2 separate regions of the Gossypium hirsutum genome follow, and region 2 is linked to region 1. The links are chromatin contacts, called in public Hi-C maps. All regions are on one chromosome and are shown on one strand. The core of a region is the stretch at or near the end of the contact, and the rest is flanking DNA. Distances in the headings are between cores, read along the strand shown.

Region 1 (3,247 bases), core at 262-2,761:
CAAGATCTTTAATAAACCCCATTAGGCATTTTTGTTTTGTGAATATGGTGAGCCATAAAACCCTGTGAATCACCAATCTTCATGAACACCTTCTTCTTTGACCAGCACATCGATATGACTTGTTGACATGGATTTAAGATTAATCTGAGCCTCCTCTCGCCATGCTAAGCAAATCCCACCCCACGTACCAACAGCTCCTACTTCAAGCCCATTCGTGAATCCACACCTTCTTCTAATTGCTTCCATACGCTTTTCACTTACTTTAGTCTCCATTAAGAAGACTAGTTGAGGATTATTTTACTTCAGTAAAAATCGAAGCTTTCGTACTGCCCGTGGACTCCCCAATCCACGGACATTCCAGCATATGATTTTCATTGTGCCCGGTCGGCTTGCCCATTGGCAGCCGCCGATCATGTCTAGTTGAAAAATTCCATTTGCAAATTAGTTTCATTCTCCGTGATTAGATCCTGTCCACCATGTCTCGCCCTTTTTGGATTCTCTTCCTGAGTCTCTTTTGTCCCGTATTCATCTTGTATTAACTCTGCCAATTTCTTTTTTTGCAATATACTATCTGCCTCATGATTTTTCATCATTCCCATTAATTTCATTCTTCTCCAACTAGCTTTCCTGGCTGAATTCAGATTATTGGCATTACTATTTACAGTATCTCCTTCATTGATTCCTTCTTCCTTTCGTATTTCTAAATCTGCAGCAATTGATGCCAACCATGCACCATCTTGGAGTCCTCTCATCATACCACTACTTTGCGCCCTGTACAAATATTCTTCCTGCTCCTTTGTAGTACCTCCAACATACAAGCATTGTGGTTGTAATTTTTTCGATAAAGCATTTAGCTTTAGACTCTCCTTTCCAACCAACGTTGACTCTGCTTTTAATGCTAAAGAGAAAGGTGGATCCTCTTCAATTTGGTTTTTCTCCGCAGGAGTAATTTCTAAGCAATCATGGAGACCATGCCCCAACCTACCACACCCAAAGCAGAAAATCGGCAGCTTTTCATACTTAAAAGGGATCCAGAATTTGTTCACATTCCCTATTGAAACAAAAACACCCCTGCGAAGGGGACTCTGTACATTTAACTTCACTCTAAGTAGACAAAACTCACCTAATATTTCAGATCTAATCACCCCTCCATAAGTGACTCCTATAGCATGCATAAGATCTTTTTTATCAAACTCTGGTAGACACGGCCCAATTTTAATCCAAAACGGAGATGAGACAAGTTGAATTTGATCTCTCATCGTTGGTTTACTCAGTCGATCAAACAGAATTAATTGTTTCCTAAATAACCATGGCTGGCCTTCTGTAATAGTCTCTAAGTCCTCTTCTAATTCAAACTCAATCAAAAAAAGGTTTTGTCCAACCACTTGAATCACGAATTTCTTCCTTGTCTTCCAAATACTCCTCATCTGTGCTTTGAAGCTATCTTGGTTGTAAGATTTCTTTGTCCATATAGAACATATCAGAGAAAAATTTCCGCTTAGCTCCACCATCGAACTTTTGACCGAAAGTTGAATAAGCTCCTCCGTTAATAGGGAGATCTCATCTCCCCCAAACCCCTCGTAACCACCACTCTCTATTATCCCAAGCCGCAGCAGCCACTGTTATCGCTAGGATACCAAGGATAGCACTCTTGGTTTCTAGGGTTTTTTGTATTATTTGTTCATTGAATACTTTTAGAAATTTAAAAGCATGATAAAAATAATTACAACATGATTTGTGCGTTAAATATTTAAAAAAACGTAATTGAAAAACAAGCAAAAATGAATTTTAAAAATATATTTTCAAATATTTTTTAAATACTTTTAAAATTTTTAAAATAACATAATTTTTAAACATAACATTAATTCACGTTTTAAAATTAGTTACTTATTTCAAAAAAATGCAATTACATATTATATATTATACGATGAGAAGATAATTGTATGTTGGTTTGGGTGTATAAATTTATATAGAATAATTTGATTTATATTTCAATTTTAAACATGAGTCCTTCTCACCCCTTGGTCCCAACCGGTTCAACTAATCCACATGATTTTTTTTCCCATCATGTTTACATTAAGCATAAATCTCCCCATTCTTTGTTTTCTTCAAAATAGTACTGCATCGCATTCTTTTTTATATCAACTCTACATTTCCATCTTTATCAAACCCTAGGGTTCTTTTATATATATATATATATATATGTAAAAACAAACTCAGGATTGTCCAACCAAAAAAATATAATTGACCATAAAATATTGTATTTATGGGGCTCAATTAAAGCGGGCACGAGAGTTGAAAAATAGGAGTAATGTGATGGAAAGTTGCTACAAATTTGGATTTCTAAAAAAAATAAATTCAATGCAAATTCTAAATATTATTCAAACATATTATTAACCTATGTATCACATGAGTATGAAATTCAGCATTATTAACAATGAAAACATTTATAATAAAAATTTTAAAATATTATATTATTTTTTTCATTCAATTTTTTTATATAATGTCTAAACTATCCATAAACCTCTTTCACTTGTAAATGCACAAGATAAAACTTGCTTACACATGTTCAACCCTATATGCTCAGTCGACTTAATTTTTTTTATATAGCTATATACTAGAAATTTTATTGTACCGTATTTAGAACACAAGTATACGTTTAAAAAGTATGATTTAAAATTAATAATAATAATGACTATATGTAATACATACAAAATTAAAATAAAAAAATAGTTTAAATTGTAATTTCAACTCAATCAACAACCTTATCAATATATACAAATAATGTAGGAGAAACAATTTATAAAAAAGAAAATCTGAAATAAAACTTGGAAAACTCTTAAAAAAAAAAACATAATATCCAAGTTATACCATAATCTCTAACATTATACTAATACCAAAAATTTCTAATGATATACTCTTTTTTTTTTCTGAGTGCATGGTGGAATTTTGGATTGCAAGGCAGGGGTATGGCAATCTCAATTATTTTTAAATTTTCATTAGCTTTTTAATTTTTTTTTTTAAATTTAATTAGTTTTTCAAAAATTTTGAAAAAATTCATTAAACCTTGTAAGCAGTTTCATTTATTTTTGGTCTGATATCTTGTAATTAAAGGTTTGATGCTGAATTTGAAGTTATGTATTGAATCATTGTTAAAAAATCTTTGGCTCGCTGAGTCACTCTTTTTGTTACTATAGAATGCCTCTCACTACGTTTTGAGAAATTGTAATGAAATTCTAAACATTAT
Region 2 (3,247 bases), core at 462-2,961, 180 kb before region 1:
GGGTAAAGGATATTGTCTTTACAGGAGAACTTGGTAGGGGCAGAAGTAACATGGCCTTCACGTGCCGAAGTCATTTTCAACTATAAACAAAAAGGGAAAATGATTTGTCTATCAATTTCTCCTGGCTCATCAGGGTACCGTATTGTTGTAAACAATGATGGGCCTTTTTATATTTTTTCATACATTTCTCTTGCATCCAATCTCATTCACAGAACATGCAAAAGTTCTTTTCATAGATGGCGTTATTTCTCCCTTTTTTCAGCCTGTCAAAATCAAAGTAAAGCAATTTTCACTATGTTTAGGCCATAGGTTTGCAGTACATATGAGGTTGGTGGCCTGTTTTATGGGTTATGGCTTGAGAATAACAAGAAGAGAAGAGAGTGTAGAATGAGACATTAAATCTGAGCCTTAGGAAGATGGTGATGCGCAATTCAAGTGTAAACATTTTGCGTCTAAAACTAAAACTATTAAGTATTTGCACACATTGGAGTAGGACCACATGCAAACCCAGCCCTAATTTGCATTGCACATCCCAACCTGCAGCTTGTCATTTTTATTAAATGTAGCTGCAGCAGTTGCATCCACCAACCAAACCCCAGTTTCTCATCCTTTGCTTCACTTGGATAATTCATTGCCATTAGAAACATGCTCCTTTTGGGTTTTAAGCAAAACCTAAGGGTTTTTATGGCTTAATGCCTGATGAAGATATGACCAACTAAGTCATCACCGACCATGTAATAAACAATGCAACATCGGTCAAAACCTGCAAATCTAGCAGTAAATAACACATGGGTTTCTGCAATTTGAAAGCCGGATATTACTGCGACTCTCAACCAAGTGTTATTTTATTTTATTTTTTAATGTCTCTAAAACTAAGAATCAGCAATCACAAGTCCAAACAATCACAAAATTCCAAACCAACAAAACTGTTGTACTCTATAGTACACGTATTATCGGTCCGTGAGTTCAGGTAGAGAGAGACACACATAAGATGATACAATATAATTATGGGTAAAAATAAGTTTATATTTTGATCACTCAATTTTAAAATTTTATAAGATGATCACTAAATTATTTAAATTTTTTTATTTAAGTTATTAGAATTAAAATCGCTATCGTATTGCCTTATCTGTTCACACCGCTTTCACCAATTGAAAGCTTTCATTCTCTTTTTCTTCTATAGTTCAATTTATTTTCATGAAACAACTTTGAACATTACAAATTTGTGAACTAAAATTCAAACAACTTTCTTCTTCAATCTTTGACTTTGATCGTAATCAACTTAGATTTAATGTATGTTCTTTCACTCATTAATGTGTATTGATCCATTATACTGATTGCCGAATTGCTGCTTAAAGCTCGCTACCCAGACTTTTTAAAAAAAATTAATAGCCCAATGACTTAAATAAAAACTTTTGAATTGTTCAGTGATTATTTTATAACTTTTTGAAGTTGAGTGACTAAAACGTAAACTTACTAATAGTTTAGATACTTTGGGTGTAATTTACCCTATAATTAAACGGAATTAGAAAGATTACAAATCAGGGCGAAAAAGAAGAGGCTTGCAGACATTTTTTTTTATAATTTATTTATGTGTCTTATTTGTATTTTATAATCTAAATATATAGATAACACCCGTGGTACTTCCTTCTGTAGCTAGCTTTGCCCCCACAGTCGCACATGATCCCTCGGCCCCCCCCCCCCTCCTTTCTCTTCCACATGATCTCTCTTGTTAAATAAATACCGCTTTATCTCCTCCCCCCCTCTCAACCCTCCATTTCTCGCTTGCAGTGCCGCAGCAACAATGGCTATGAGAAAGTCGTCCAAACTGCCACAAACTGCTGTTCTGAAGCAAATTCTGAAGAGATGTTCAAGCTTAGGCAAGAAACATGGGTACGGCGAAGATGGACTCCCTCTTGACGTTCCCAAAGGTCATTTCGCCGTTTATGTTGGCGAAAACCGAAGCAGATACATTGTCCCTATCACCTTCTTGACTCACCCTGAATTCCAATGCTTGCTTCAACGAGCTGAAGAAGAGTTTGGTTTTAACCACGATATGGGCCTTACCATCCCTTGTGAAGAAGTCGTTTTTCGCTCTCTCACTTCTATGCTTCGATAAACATTGATTAATGTCGTCAAACGATGGGGCTTGGCTTGGAGAATGATGGCCAAAAAGAAGCTTTCTAGCTTCTCTTTTTTTAACGTCCTTCTCTTCACCCCTCTTATTAGGCTTTACTATTTTGAACCCATTAACTTGGGTTTTTTTTTGTGCGTGTTTAAGTAGTTAGTAGTGAATCTAACTTAGCCCAAGAATTATAAACTTTTTCTGGGTTTAGATGAATTTGTACAAATTAAGTTTGTTTCCTCACAGACAGATGGTGGATTAATCTTAACCCATGTGTGAGAGATGTTGAATGTTATGGAAAGCAAGAAGATATATAAATCAACCTATTTAACTTCACAACCTCCATCTCTCCTTTCTTTATTTCATCCCACAGTTTAGTTCCCATGCAAATTATGGGATTAGTATCAATAACAATGTCATTTGTACGATCTGAATCCTAGTCTAATCAAGTGAAGGACATACAAGGGAAAGAAAACATGAGAGTGTGAATGTGCTTCCACACTCGACAGCAACATGTGTTGTCAGAGAATGTGGGTACCTAAGCAAGTACGGATCACAAGGTTCGCTTTAGGACTGAAAAAAATAATTTTATATATATATATAAAAAAAAACAATTTGAACCTTGATCAAATAATAATATTGTGGATTTGATTTTAGAAAATCAAAATATTACATATCACAAATAATTTTTTTCAAATTAAATCAAAATAATCCCTACTTTTATTCTCTAATTTGTGAAAGTCTTTTAAGTTAATTAATAATTACTTAATCCTATATTAATTCATAAATTTGATAAATATTCATAGGAGATTACTCTTATTAAATAAATCTCAAAATCAGATACATGTAAGGCAAATACCACAATTATGTGATTTGAAAGAAGCTAGGAGACTTAGATGGAGATTTGCTACATTAGTGTATAACTTATAACAATCTCACAGTTGGTGTATATCTTAGTGAGTTGGGTAACTATTGAATGGGGTTTGCTAAGGTTAAGTCAACGTTCTGTTGCATTCTTCTATGATATTTTCATTAACCTATCTATCACCTAGGTTAACTAATAGTAACAAATTGAATAATTAATCTACCCACAGTCTAAACCTATATTTAACCTACTTCAAT

The links. A called contact is a pair of places that touch in the nucleus more often than the background predicts.
Region 2: a contact with region 1 is called in a Hi-C map of leaf, with 1.9 times the contacts expected there. The contact joins the promoter of LOC107900433 here to the promoter of LOC121224487 in region 1. A contact is called at or near these places in 3 of 34 Hi-C or Micro-C datasets (leaf, petal and seedling).

Annotation. Positions count from the first base shown.
Region 1 is chrD12:4,137,808-4,141,054 of Gossypium_hirsutum_v2.1, reverse strand. LOC121224487 reads right to left here and starts at 1,511. Exons shown (of 1, transcript XM_041107897.1): 1 at 417-1,511. The coding sequence starts at 1,511. The coding sequence ends at 417.
Region 2 is chrD12:4,315,051-4,318,297 of Gossypium_hirsutum_v2.1, reverse strand. LOC107900433 (auxin-responsive protein SAUR50) reads left to right here and starts at 1,711. Exons shown (of 1, transcript XM_016826031.2): 1 at 1,711-2,461. The coding sequence starts at 1,805. The coding sequence ends at 2,119.